3 separate regions of the Mus musculus genome follow, and regions 1 and 3 are each linked to region 2. Evidence: chromatin contacts called from public promoter capture Hi-C data. All regions are on one chromosome and are shown on one strand. The core of a region is the stretch at or near the end of the contact, and the rest is flanking DNA. Distances in the headings are between cores, read along the strand shown. Region 1 holds the start of Actn3 (actinin alpha 3). Region 2 holds the start of Fibp (fibroblast growth factor (acidic) intracellular binding protein). Region 3 holds the start of Vps51 (VPS51 GARP complex subunit).

The links. Promoter capture Hi-C pulls out the DNA fragments that hold promoters and counts their contacts. Capture Hi-C pulls out chosen DNA fragments and counts their contacts.
Region 1: a promoter capture Hi-C map of liver shows a contact between it and region 2. A contact is called at or near these places in 1 of 39 promoter capture datasets (liver), 1 of 130 datasets of targeted methods (pancreatic cancer cells) and 1 of 9 other capture datasets (liver).
Region 3: a contact with region 2 is called in a promoter capture Hi-C map of liver, with 4 times the contacts expected there. A contact is called at or near these places in 8 of 39 promoter capture datasets (the 3T3-L1 cell line, the SN4741 cell line, cranial neural crest and 5 more), 8 of 130 datasets of targeted methods (bone marrow-derived macrophages, embryonic stem cells, fibro-adipogenic progenitors and 3 more) and 2 of 9 other capture datasets (liver and macrophages).

What each region holds. Positions count from the first base shown.
Region 1 is chr19:4,875,735-4,880,026 of GRCm38.p6, reverse strand. It overlaps Actn3 (actinin alpha 3), which reads left to right and starts at 2,118. Exons shown (of 21, transcript NM_013456.2): 1 at 2,118-2,316. The coding sequence starts at 2,173. Zdhhc24 (zinc finger, DHHC domain containing 24) reads right to left here and starts at 1,359. Exons shown (of 3, transcript NM_027476.3): 1 at 998-1,359. The coding sequence starts at 1,278.
Region 2 is chr19:5,458,094-5,462,821 of GRCm38.p6, reverse strand. It overlaps Fibp (fibroblast growth factor (acidic) intracellular binding protein), which reads right to left and starts at 2,215. Exons shown (of 10, transcript NM_021438.4): 1 at 2,044-2,215; 2 at 1,663-1,861; 3 at 1,306-1,432; 4 at 190-290. The coding sequence starts at 2,128.
Region 3 is chr19:6,075,151-6,079,257 of GRCm38.p6, reverse strand. It overlaps Vps51 (VPS51 GARP complex subunit), which reads left to right and starts at 2,071. Exons shown (of 10, transcript NM_001081041.1): 1 at 2,071-2,307; 2 at 2,766-2,895. The coding sequence starts at 2,080. It also overlaps a transcript of Tmem262 not described here.

The DNA.
Region 1 (4,292 bases), core at 869-3,368, 580 kb after region 2:
AAAGCAGGAACAGTCCCTGTCTTCACCAGGCATCTCCAGCTAGTGGTTACTGCCTGTGACACACCTTCTGAAAAGCAAAGTTTGCAAAGGCCTGGCAGTACTTCCACCACTAACATCTTTCTCCCTCTCCACTCCAGTCGCTGACCTTGTGGTTCTGGAATATTCTGGGCATACTGTGGCTTCTGCCTTTTCTTGGTCTGCTTCCCTCTCCCAGAAACCAGTTCAAAATTTCCCAAGTGGCTGACTCCACCGCAAATGCCTGAGTGATGTCCACCTATTTATTTTTAGTTTTTAGTTGCAAGTGGACAAGTTAGTCTTAATATATTTGTGGATGCTATGGCTTTTTAGTAAAATGTAAATTAATTAATCAAGCTAATTAACCTAAAGCTAATCACCTAAAAGTCTTGTACTGAAAATTGACCATCTATTTAAAATTGAAACTTTATGCTGGAGAGATGGCTCAGTGGTTAAAGGCATTTGCTTCGCAGACTTGATGGCCTGTTCACTCTTCTGAACCCACGTGGTAGGAGAGAACAAACTCCCGAAAATTGTCCTCCGACCTCCACCTGTGTACCCCGGCATGCGCGCCTGGGACCGGACACACATCACACATACAGACACAAATAATAAAGATAACTTCTCGCCTCTTTTACCCTGCTCTGTTTTTTGTTTCTGTATCATTCTTGAGCATCTAGTTTACGCAATTTGCTTTTTTTTTATTGGCTTATTATTATCTTTATTATCTGCACCTTCCGCCACTGAAATCAACTCCAGGAGGTCGGGCATCTGTTTTCACTTGAGTCCTAGGAACAGTGGCTGCTCAATATCTGAATGAATAAGTAGCGGGTGCCAGGCTCTAAAGGAGTTCTATGGCTCTAACAACCCGGATGCTAACGTCATCTGGTTACTGACACCTCAAGTTCTGGGTCCTTTCTTGGTACCAGCGACCACCAGACCCCCTGCTTCTGCCCGCCGACTCCCGGAGCCCAACACTCACGCCCAGCCCTGTCCCAGGCCGCGGCCAGCCAGCATCACCCCCCGAATGCTGGGATCCGAGCGGAGGAAGAGCACCACGTTGCCCAGCAGATTGAGCAGCTGATAAGCAGCTAGCGCCAGTTGCAAGGCCCGGGCCAGTGGTCCCAGCGGGGGTGGCCCAGGCCCCAGCACCATCACGTAGGCCAGCTCCAGGACCACGACGGCGGCCCACAGCGCGGTGAGTACCAGTGGCATCCGCGCGGGCGCTCCTTCTGCGCCCCGAGCTGCCCAGGACTCCCCCATGGTCGGACCCACCGGCTTTCCGATCGCTGGGATCCCACTGCTTCCGCATTGGGGAGGGCCTAGCAGCGAACTGACGTCTCCTGCAACCAATAGGAGCTCCGCAGGGGGTGCGTTGCGCGCGCCAGACTTATAGGGAGGGGCCACAGATACGGAGAAGTGATTGGCTAACTGACCAGATGTTCGAAAATCTGATTGGTGATGCTGCCCAGGTGTCAAAAAGAAGCAGTCCGCCCAGCGTACTGCAGTAGCCGCCCCTGGTGTGGCTTGCTGCCACTCCATGAGGATTGAGTTGCAGCCCCCGGGGCGTCGGGGTTTCCCGGCTCAGCACATTCTCCCTACACTCCTCTACAGCCGCCCCGGTATTAATAGACCTGGCTGGCCCTATCATCTGGCCCTGAGCCTTTCCCCATGCTCGGGTGTCTCCATCACCCTAGAAAACTCCCCAAACAACTTGTTGACTTGCTGTTACAGACTGTGAAATAGAAATAGGGGTCTGTTTCTCGAGCGCAATGCTTAGGAGGGACAGACTCAGGTCCAAGGGGCAGCCTTTAGGATGCCTACAGCCACCACTTGGAATCCACTTAATAGATGAGGAAACAAAGTCCATGGCTGTCCCAAGATCACACAGCAAGTTAACCACAGAGCTAAAATGCGAACCCACTATCTAGGCCAGTAGTCATCCCAGCATCCCCCGCGATTCCGCAATCTTTGACTCCAGCACAATCTCTTCTCTGGTCCAGTTCCCAACCTCCCTCGCCCCCTATCTGGCCCCACCCACGTACCCCATATTTAGTACGAACCCGATCTGGGGGCTGGACCGGGCCCTACTTAACCCGGCCTGAGTGTGCAGGAGCTCGCCCAGTGAAGCAGAGCGGAGCCAAGAGCCTGAGCAAGATGATGATGGTTATGCAGCCCGAGGGTCTGGGGGCCGGGGAGGGGCCCTTCTCTGGCGGTGGGGGCGGCGAGTACATGGAACAGGAGGAGGACTGGGACCGCGACTTGCTGTTGGACCCGGCCTGGGAGAAACAGCAGCGGAAAGTGAGTGCTCACCCATTTCCCAAAGGCAAAAACTGAGGCTGGGAGGCCAGGCAGTTCTTCTCGGGCATCTGGGCAGTTCAAGGTCAGAGCCTGGCTGTAATCTAGAGTGCAGCTCCCCAAACCAGGCTCTGCCCACCAGCTATATGCTGTCCTCAAAGATCAGAAGAGTTCTCATAGGGATTTAGGATATCAAGGACACCGTGGAGTCCCTCAGTGACTCCCCAATAACTTTAAGCCCACTGCCCCTCTTGTGTTGGTGAAAGTGGATTTTGGACAAGGTCCAAGAGACCCAACTCATTCTTGGATGGGAGGTGAGGGGTTCTCAGAAAGTTATGTTCCTTTAGTCTCCAGTTAAGTATCCCTAGACCCCATCCTGAGGAGAACATGCCAGACACACAACCAGTGGATTTGGGGTGTAGGAGAGAACAGCTGTCTCATATTCTTTCCCATCCTCTACTCTGTCTTCTGCTATGGGTGGATCCCTCTACTGGCTTGACAATGGAGGAAATTGAGGCCCAGAAAAGGGCACAGATAGGCAGGCAGCCTGTTGTGTACTGAGGAAGAAAAGAATGCCCCCATCTGAGGGTCTTTGTTCCTTGCCTCACCCCACTCTTTCCCAAGATTCCCCTCCCTGTCTAGAAGCCCTGAGTCTGCTGAAAAGGCCAGAAGGTCAGGAGGAGGGGAGCCCCGGCTCCCCTTACCAGTAACCTAACCCAGGCTCCCACATGGACACTTGTGCTGAGGCAGCGCCTTTGTGGGAGCTCAAGAGGGCCATGAGGGCAGCCATTGCCCAGGCTCAGCCTTGCAGGGCACTGCCCCCTCCTTCCCTGGATCATTTCACCCCTGGCTACCAAGAGGAGGGAGCAGGACACCTGGGTTCCCTGAAGAGAAAATGATTCCATCCGAACTGAGGAATTTTTGGGGTTCTGAAGGCCAGGCTTAGGGTGAGCACCATGAAGCCATGGAACCTGCCTTTTGCCAATTGTGCGTGCTTTTAGGAAAGTAGAGGGCATTGCAGACCTGAGAACCCCAGAATTTACAAGCAGATCGTTTCCGCTGTGTTAGATGACAGGAGCTGACTGCGGGGGGGGGGGGGGGGGGTGAGAAGCCTGAGCTGAATGGAATGAGGCCTGGGATGATCCACCCTCCCCCCCAGCCCCCTCCCCCTCCCCCTGCACCTGTCTCCAAGCATGGCTGTGGTCCCTGAGTTCCTGCAATCCCCGGGTGATGTCATCCCTGCCCCTGGCTCCAGCTGCCCTTTGCTCCTCAACAGCCCTCCCCCTCTCCCTCCCCCTCCCAGATCACAGTCTGTGTGTTCCCACCACAACAGCTGGCAGTCTCTTTCTTGCCTTTGTCATCTAAAGTATCAGAACCATCCTTTCATTCCAATTTCTAGCCACCCATGTCCATCAACGATCTCCACCACCAACCCAAGTCCACCATTAATCCATCAACAGAACGGGGCAGATGCTCTGAAAACCAGTTAGCATGCCCTGTGTGTGGGTGGACATGTGCGTTTTCTTCCCTCGGTCCGCTTTGTTTATCTCAAAGCTGTAACATCCTGTGGTACAGCAGGTACCACCCTGCCCCATCCATCCCTGCTCCTGCATTCATCTTCACTTACCAGTGACTCCAATATCTATGGTTCCCAGCTTCGGAACATTCTGTTCTCCCCTGATACCAGAGTCCACTGTGGTTGACAGTATTAAAAAAAATTGGTTCATAAACATTTCTAGGCATTTTTAAAAGGTCTCACGTAACCCAAGATGGTCTTGAATTCTGATCCCCAGCCTCCACTTTAAAAAAAAAATTATGGGATTTCCTCACTTTATTTTATGTATGTTTTGCCTGCATATATGTATGTGCCTTACTTCCATGTGTGGTGCCTGCGGAGGTCAGAATAGGGTATCAGATTCCCTGGACCTGGAGTTACGGGTGGTAATGAGACGTCAAACAGATGTGGGGAATTGAACCCG
Region 2 (4,728 bases), core at 966-3,465:
ACTAACAGAATAATCATTCCTCCAGAAGAGCGGAGGGGAAAGGGTTAGGAGAGGGAAGGCGTACAGGCTAAGGGCCCAGGAAACCTCGAGTAGGAAGGGAGGCGGCGGCCCTCACCTGGCTAACCGGTCAGAGAGGAGGTGGCAGCCCTCACCTGGCTAACCGGTCAGAGAGGAGGCGGCGACCCTCACCTGGCTAACCGGTCAGAGAGGAGGAAGTGCTGCTGGATGTTGTCCACCAGGGAGCCCCGCATTTCTTCCACCACCTTGAAGACTCGTTTAAAGTTGTCAAACTGTCCGGCAATTACAGAACACTGGTCAGGAGACGTTCATGAGCGAGCTGCTATGGGATCTCTCCCTCCTGTCCTCCTATCTGGTGGGCAGGTACTAATTTAGCACTAACACTTCAACAAATGACTAGGTTTTTGTTGTTTGTTTCGAGACAGGGTTTCTCTGTGTAGCCCTGGCTGTCCTGGAACTCACTCTGTAGACCAGGCTGGCCTCGAACTCAGAAATCCACCTGCCTCTGCCTCCTGAGTGCTGGGATTAAAAGCATGCGCCAGCACCCCTGGCATGACTAGGTATTAATAACTACCATCATTTGACAATGTTTGCCAGCCTTTGGCATTTTTCCTTAAAAGAATGCTTACTTATTCCTGTCCTTAAGTTCAATTTAGCATCACGACCGTCAATCTCTGGCTCTTCAAGAGCCTGAATTAGAACGGATTCTCCTGAGTAACTTGGAGTGAACCAAGCAGCATACACACACGAACTCATTCTAGACACAAAGGAAAGGCACTCAAGGCCTATAAAGGTTGTAGCAAGAGCCCAGACCCATACCCATAGCCATCTGCGCCCAGTTTACACCCTGGTACTTCTCCCTTAAAGACAAGGCATGAATGCTACCAAAACGGCTCATGGATAAGGTAGGATCTAGCTCCCTTGTCGATTTCAAGGGATAGATGTGGCCAAGAACAGCATCTTCTAGGCAGGAGTACCATGAACAAAAACAAACTTGGGGCTCAAGAAATGTTAAGTCCAGAGAGGTCTATAGTGACCCAACCTGAGTCTGAAGGTCGAGGACAGTGGGAGCCAATGAAAATCTATAAGCAAAGGAAAGCCACGGTCAGACTGAGCCTAAGCCTGGTCCGCCTGGCCAGAGGGGAGGTGGAGGGAGGAGAGGGTTTATATGAAGAAGGAACTGGTTCCACAATCATGGGCTAGACCACGGGCTAGAGGTGGGGCTAGAGTAGTAAGAAGGATCCAGAGGTGGGCTAGACAGGTAGTGGTGTTATGTGTAGAACCCACCTGCCTCCGGCAGCTCTTGAGAGTAATTCCTGTTTTGGTGCTGATGTCATCCAGGTCTTTCTTGGTACCCTTGGACAGCTTCTTGCCCAAGACCTCCCGAACAAAGGCCTCATCAAAGGTGTAGTACCTTGTGGAGGCACAGGTCATTATTGGTGATCCATTAGGGAAGGAGAAGGGAGTTTGGAATTGGTTTCTCTTGTTCTCAATTTTCTAATTTCCTGAGTTCACCCCATCTACCCCTGTGTATATCCCAATACCCTCCCCCCAGACTCAGCTTCAGTCTACAAAATGGGTATAAGTCAGATTGACTGACATCCCTGCCAGTACCCACCCCCGTCCCCCACCCCTGGTGAGCACCTCTCGATGAGGAGTGTCTGTCGGGAGGGAGGAATCTGGAAGATGAGCTGGTGCAGCAGCTTCGGCGGCGCGTGCAGCAGACGCTCAAGCATGTGAAAGGTGCGGTAGTGGTCCATGGTGTCGCTCTGCAGCACTCCTGTGGTGGCTCCCGTCTGCTCCAAGATTCCGGAGCGTACTCGCAGAGCCACTGCATCGTTCACTGAGGAGTGGGCGCTACCATAAGACCCTAGAGGCCCTCCAGGGGTTCCACCTCCACCTCCAATCCTTACACTTCCCCGACTTCCCGCAGTCTGTCCACTTCCCTAAACCAAGCCTAAATCCTAGCCACGCCCCCTCTTCCCGATCCCCAACAACAGCTTCCCGGGAGGGCGGCTCACAGACCTGAGTAACCATCCAGCCAGAGGCGATACACGTCTTCATCTATAAGGGTCGTGTTCCCCACGAAAATGTCTAGTTCGCTGGTCATGACGATGCCCGGGCCGGGTTCGCCCGAAGCTGGAGCTTGTACGGGCCCCGGCCGGGCGAGTAGCCGCAGAGCGACTTCCGGGAGTTCGGAGATTTTGCTCCGGGCACCCGGAGCTGATGAAGGACCACTTCCGGGACGGAGCTAGTGAGACACCGCTCAGCTCTGTGAACGGTTTTTCGGAAGATGTCGGGATAGTCTTCTCTCAGTCTACCCTGTCTTGCAGATTCTCCCGTTAACCCCTTCTGTCACTCCCATCTTCTCAGTTTTCTCAGAGCCTCCCAGTTTTGACCTGTATCCTAAATTAGAATGTTTCCAAGGTTCTATCGTAGCGATTGCTAGGTGTATGTGGCCCTTACTTCCATTGTCCATAAGACAGACAGATGACCATTTTTCTTGTTCCCGGAGTGTATTTATTTTTATTGTTTTGAATAATGTGTATGTGGGGAGAGGGTGTGTACGTGTGAGTGCAAATGTTCTTTGAGACCTGAGGTATCAGGTCCCCTGGAGTTAAATTTACAGGCAAATATGAGTTAGTTGCACATATGGTTGTGGTTCCTTGCTTGTAACCACTTAGCTTTCTCTCCAGCCCCAGTTTTTCACCACATACTACACCCACACACAAGCTAGTGACTTCACTTAAAGTCTTTCAGAGCTCTGCCTGGAAGTAGGTATCTGCAGGGGCACCCATCTAGTAAGGCTGTCTTCTTTGTCTTTTCATGAGGCAGTAAAAGATTTACACAGGAGCCACCAAGCCTGAGTTCGTTCTCCTGCACCCATACTGTGTAAGGAAAGAACCAGCTCCAGGTTTTGTTTTGTTTGTTTGTTAAGACAAGGTCTTACTTTGTAGTCCAGGCTAGTCTAAATTGGCAGCAGTCTTTGATCTTCAACCTCCCAAGCATTGAGATTACAGGATAGGAACCACCAGTATACCTAGTCCTTATCACCTGATCTCTACATATGTATGCACTGTTGTATAATACATAAATATAGCTTACTGGCTATAATTACTAATAAAATTAACCCTGTATAACCTTTAATCCCAGCACTTGGAAGGCAGGCAGATATCTGAATTGGAGGTTAGCCTGGTCTACAGAGTGAGTTTCAGGACAGCCAGGGCTACACAGAGAAATCCTGTCTCGAAAAATGGGGGAAAATGAGTTCTACAAAAGCCAGTTCATCTCAGTGCACTTGCGGGTTGCTACCTAGAGACAGGGGGAGGAGGTCCTGGAGGAGGTCCTGGTTTATAAGACCAGGTCTCCCACTCCACTTCTGGTCCCTAGGCGGAGCACATTTTAGGGTTTCTAGACAGATCCCTCTCAGCTCCAGTCTGTTTCCCTGTACTCTTATCTCCGTGGCAGCCTCAGCACCCATCTCGTTCTAGAAACCTGGGCTATCTCCCAAATTTCTCTCTTCAGGCATTCAGAGCTGTTGATGTGCCTGCTGAGTGCCTCTCTCTGCGGCTTACTCCCCGCCCCACTGACTCAGTGCCAGCCTAGTTCTGCACAGCTCTCTGTTCACTGACACAGTGTTATTCATCTACAGTGCACTCTGCCACCAGAATCCACCCCACACAGCACACGTGGAGACTTCTTTGGCGGGGACAGAGTTGGGGACAAAGTCTCCTACAGATCAGGTCTTGAATTTGCTGTGGGGAGGATGACCTTGAATTCCTGAGGCTCCTGCAGCTCCCTTCCAAGTGCTGGGATTACTGGCAAATACCAACACAACTGGCTTCAGAAAAGTCTTTTTAAAATGTATATTTTCTTGACTGTGGTGGTTCATGCTTGTAATTCCTACACAGAGGCCAGAGAATCTCCGTGAATTGGAGGCCAACCTGGTCTACTTTCAGGCTCTCCAGGATTACATACCCTGTCTCAAAACATTTTGAAATGTTATTTCCCTCTTTAAAATTCTACCTGGCCTTTGTCAAGCCTCTAGCCCAGAACTGCAGGTCCTTAAGAACTCGACATCTATCCGCCATTGAAGTCTACTTCCCTTTCCAACTTCAACCTCTCAAGCACTGGGATTGCAGGATAGGAGCCACCAATATACCCTGCTCTTCAAAGCCTCCTCATCTTACCACTTCCCATATACCCACGCTTACCAGACTCTCAGAACTAGCCTCGCTTAATCCTAAAGGAGCTAGACTCTCCAGGGCAGCAGTGACTCTTCCCACACTTCTTGCTTCTTTCACATACTCTTTCTCTCTTGGCAGTCTTGTATTTTGTGTTTTGATGACAGGGTCTCTCTACATAGTCCTATCTGTCCTGGAACTCCCTGCTGGCATCTTATGCATCTTTAATGGCCCCTCAGGTATTTCCTCTTTGGGAAATATTTTGGGGATCTCAGAGACTACTTCTGTATCACATCCTTTTTTTATGGTCCAAGAATAAACCAGGGCCTTCCACATGCTAGGTAAGTGCGTTGTCATTGAGCCATATGCTCAACGTGAGCTTCTGTGCCTGCCCTCTCTCTCTTCCCCAAAAGATTCTCTCTCTCTCTCTCTCTCTCTCTCTCGCTCTCTCGCTCTCGCTCTCTCTCTCTGCAAGACAGGGTTTCTCTGTGTAGCCTTGGCTTCTTCTGTCAGATTTTGACCTTTT
Region 3 (4,107 bases), core at 822-3,321, 620 kb before region 2:
CTGGAACTCATTTTTGTAGACAAGGCTGGCCTCGAACTCACAGAGATTTACCTGCCTGGATCAAAGGATTGTGCCACTATGCCCAGCCTCATTTATTTTAGTGTGGGTGAAGTGAAGAGTGTGTGCATTGCCACAATGCATATATGATGGTCAGAGGACAACTTTCAGGAATCCACTCTTGACTGCTAAGCCGTCTCTCCAGCCCTTTTGTTTATTCAGCTTTTGGGAGAGTTTTTACATAGCCCAGGCTGCTTCAAACTTACAAGGATGACCGTGACCTTCTCCTGATCACTTGCCTGGCCCACAATGTTCTAGGCAGGTGCACATCAGTACACCTGGGTTTTATTTTCATTTTGATTTTTTTTCCTGTATGGATGAGTATTTTGCCTGCATGCACATGTATTCCTGCTCCCCATGGAGACCAAAAAGATACTGGATCCCCCCCCCCCCCAGGGTGTTACAGACAGTTGTGAGCTTGGGGATTGAACCTGGGTCATCAGGAAGAGCAGCAAGTGAAACCATCTCTCCAGCTCAAATTCACTTTCTTAAAGCTTCGTGGGCTGAGATCCTCAGATGTACAGTTTCTAAATAGCCCCCTGGATAAGAAGGCAAGAAAATGTTTTGGTCCAAGACAAGTGAATACATGATCCCTTTAGTCTGTGACAAGAGCAACCATGCATGTCAGGCTGAGAAGCAGGCTGTGGACATGGTAGCACAGACTTTTAGTCCCAGCACTCAGGAAGCAGAGGTGGCTGGATCTCTGAGTTTGAGGCCAGCCTGGTCTACAATAATGAGTTTCAGGTCAGCCAAAGTTAGAGTGAGATGATGCCTCAAAGAGGAAGAAAGAGAGAGAAAAGAAAGGAAGGGTTTGAGCTGGCACAGGGTGAACTGCTCTTGCACTTTGGTTTCCAGCATCATGACGGGTAGCTCACACATGAGCTGTAACTACAGCTCTGAGTTATCCCCTGGTCTCTGCACACATAAATACACATATAATACTGGGGGCCGGACAGATGGCGATTTAATACCATTCAGAACTGTTTTTAGCTAGGCAGTGGAGCTGGTGACAGTGTTATCACATGCCTTTAGTCTCAACACTTGGGAGGCAGACAGGTTCTACACTAGGACCAGTTCCAGGACAGTCAGGGCTAAGCAGAGAAACCGTCTTGAAAAAAATAAAAATAAAAAGTATACCATTTAGATTTTTTTTTAACTCCTAATTTTCAGATAAAAACAGTGTTTGGTCTGCTGAAACTCCTGGCAGCCCAGCACCCTATCAGCCCATCCTCGGTAACGTTTACAGTACATCATTAGTAAAGTCTCATTTTCTTCTATTTAACTCCACATATAATCTGACCTCATCCCCTCTTAAGAGCTTCGTCTTTTTTTTTTTTTTTTTTTTTTTTTTTTTTGAGACAGGGTTTCTCTGTGTAGCCCTGGCTGTCCTGGAACTCATGGAACTCACTCTGTAGACCAGGCTGGCTGGCCTCGAACTCAGAAATTCACCTGCCTCTGCCTCCCAAGTGCTGGGATTAAAGGTGTGCGCCACTACGCCCTGCTGAGAGCTTCGTTTTATGCCTACATCTTTAAAACTTCCGAATTATCCTCAATCCCAACTGCTCACGTATCACATTTCACTAACTTCTTAAGATTAACATCTTAAATTCTCTAAGTAGAATAAAGTTTCTCATATTGAATGACTCCTTGGAGACAGAACCTTGGGAAACACTGCGTTAAAGCCATATTGCAGGCTACTAAATGGACGTTTGAACCTTGCAGACCCCCCCTGTGACGCATATTCGATCTTCTGCAAGTCTCTTTCCTGTGCGGATGCAGGATTGGGACGCCACGATTCACCCAAGTAGCACAGCAAAATCACAGAAACTCAACGATCCAGAAGTTCAGTGAAACCTCTGTGCTCCAGAAGGACAAGCGCAAGACGGAACTTTAGTCTCACATATCCTACAGCTGCAGAGGAACGTTTCACCTGAAGGACCGCCTGGTTGTAGCAAGTTTCTGGTCCCCGGAAGTGCATCTGTTCCCTCCCCTGCCTCACCCCTTTGAGTTGAGGTTGGAGCTATGGCGGCTGCGGCAGCTGTGGGGCCTGGCCTAGGGTCCGGGCCTGGAGACTCCCCAGAAGGTCCCGAGGCGGACGCTCCGGAGCGTCGGCGGAAGGCTCACGGGATGCTGAAGCTTTACTACGGCCTCTCGGAGGGGGAGGTGGCGGGGCATCCCGCAGGGCCTGACCCTCTGGACCCAACCGATCTCAATGGGGCGCACTTCGACCCGGAAGTTTATCTTGACAAGGTGTGTGTGTGAAATGGGGCGGGTCCAGACCCCAAATATCTTGGACCCTAGATCTTACTCCCGATTTGGTTGCTGTGGTGACGGCAGCGGGGTTTATAAGAGGACAGCCCTTACTAGGCAATAGAGGCAGATCTGGAGGCCAAGGGAGCCTGGGCCTGACTTGAGGTCACACTGGGTCTGAGGTCTCGGTGCTGGCTCGTGGTAGTGGGTGTGACCATGCTCTTGACAGGCGCTAGGCAGGGCCTAGGTTGACTTTAAACTAAGCCAGAAGACCATGAACGCTGACAAATCCCAAATTGGGTCTAACCTGTGAAGTGTGCTACTTAAAGTGTGCCACTTATGGAATTCCTGATAAGGGTGGGATTGGAGTTGTCTTGCACTGAAATCCAACTAACGTAAAGCAGGGTAGCAGGACGTGAGTGAGCACTAACGCTGACTGTTCCTACCTGCTTCTCTAGCTGCGTAGAGAATGTCCTCTGGCCCAGCTGATGGACAGTGAGACGGACATGGTACGGCAGATCCGGGCTCTAGACAGCGACATGCAGACCCTGGTCTATGAGAACTACAACAAGTTCATCTCAGCTACAGGTGACCCCACTGGGACACACTCCTCAGTCTTACACCACCCCCACCAGGTCCTCACCCCGTGTTAAGAAAAACAGGGATTAAAGGAAAGAGACCCAGATTACAATTGGGTCCCAACCTTAATCCACTGCTGCTGAAGTGATGACTCCTGTGGGGGTGGGGTTTGTCCAAAGGACCAGCGCTGGGAAGGAAGAATGAAATGCAGTGAGTTTCTCTGCAGCACTTAGGAAGCACCAGCGTTTCAGTAAGCTTTAGCTTTGTTTGTTTATTTATATTGTGCACATGCATATGTGTGGGACACAACATTTGTGTGGGGGTCAGAAGACAACTTTCAGGAGTCTGTATTCTCCTTCCACCATGAGGGTGCCAGGGATTGAAGTCAGGTTATCAGGCTTGGTGACAAACACATTTGCCTGCTACTAAGCCATCTCAAAGTCAATTAAAATTTTTGTTAAAAATGTTATTAGTGGTAACTTTTGTTTCTGGTCAGTCTGCCTTCAGAGCAGATTTGCCACTCTCTCCCCCTCTGTCTGTATCCTCATTCCTTAAGATTTACTAATAGTTTTTGGGTCCAGGAGTCACCCCACAAACCACATGAACACCAATCTCAGTCACATAGGCACGGTTATTGAGTGCACACCCCAAGACTAATTGATTAGGGCAACAGCTCACAGATTCGGGAGCTGACAGCCACATACCTGTACACTGTCCGGGGTCAGACTTTATAAGGAAAAAGCCATAATGAGCTCATAAGCAGATACAGGGTGGGCTGCAGGGTGGGCAGCCTTTTTTCAAGTGTGTTAGTAGTTTAGACATTCTGGTCAAACTAACCCCTTGTCTAGCTTGGCTCTGAGTAAAGGCCATGGTTGGGGAATCTACCTTGGCTTTGCCTGAAGGCCACAGCTGGGGAATTTCCAAGGCAAGTAATAAGCCTCTCCATTCGATATATGGCCAGCCCGACTTCAGTCTGAGCAGACTATTTTACTGTGTCTGCTGCTTTTTGTGTCAGCAGTATGGGATGGCTGGCAGGCCTGAAGCAAATGGCTATAGGCATGCCAAGGACCAGGGCAGGGAAGCAGGCAGCAGCAGCAGAAATTAATTATGTGTGTGTGGGGTGGGGTAGGGGTGGATATGTACAGGTATCCACAGATCCCCCAGAGCTGAAGTTAGAGTCAGTTGTGAGCCTACTGACACGGATGCTGGGGATTAAATCAG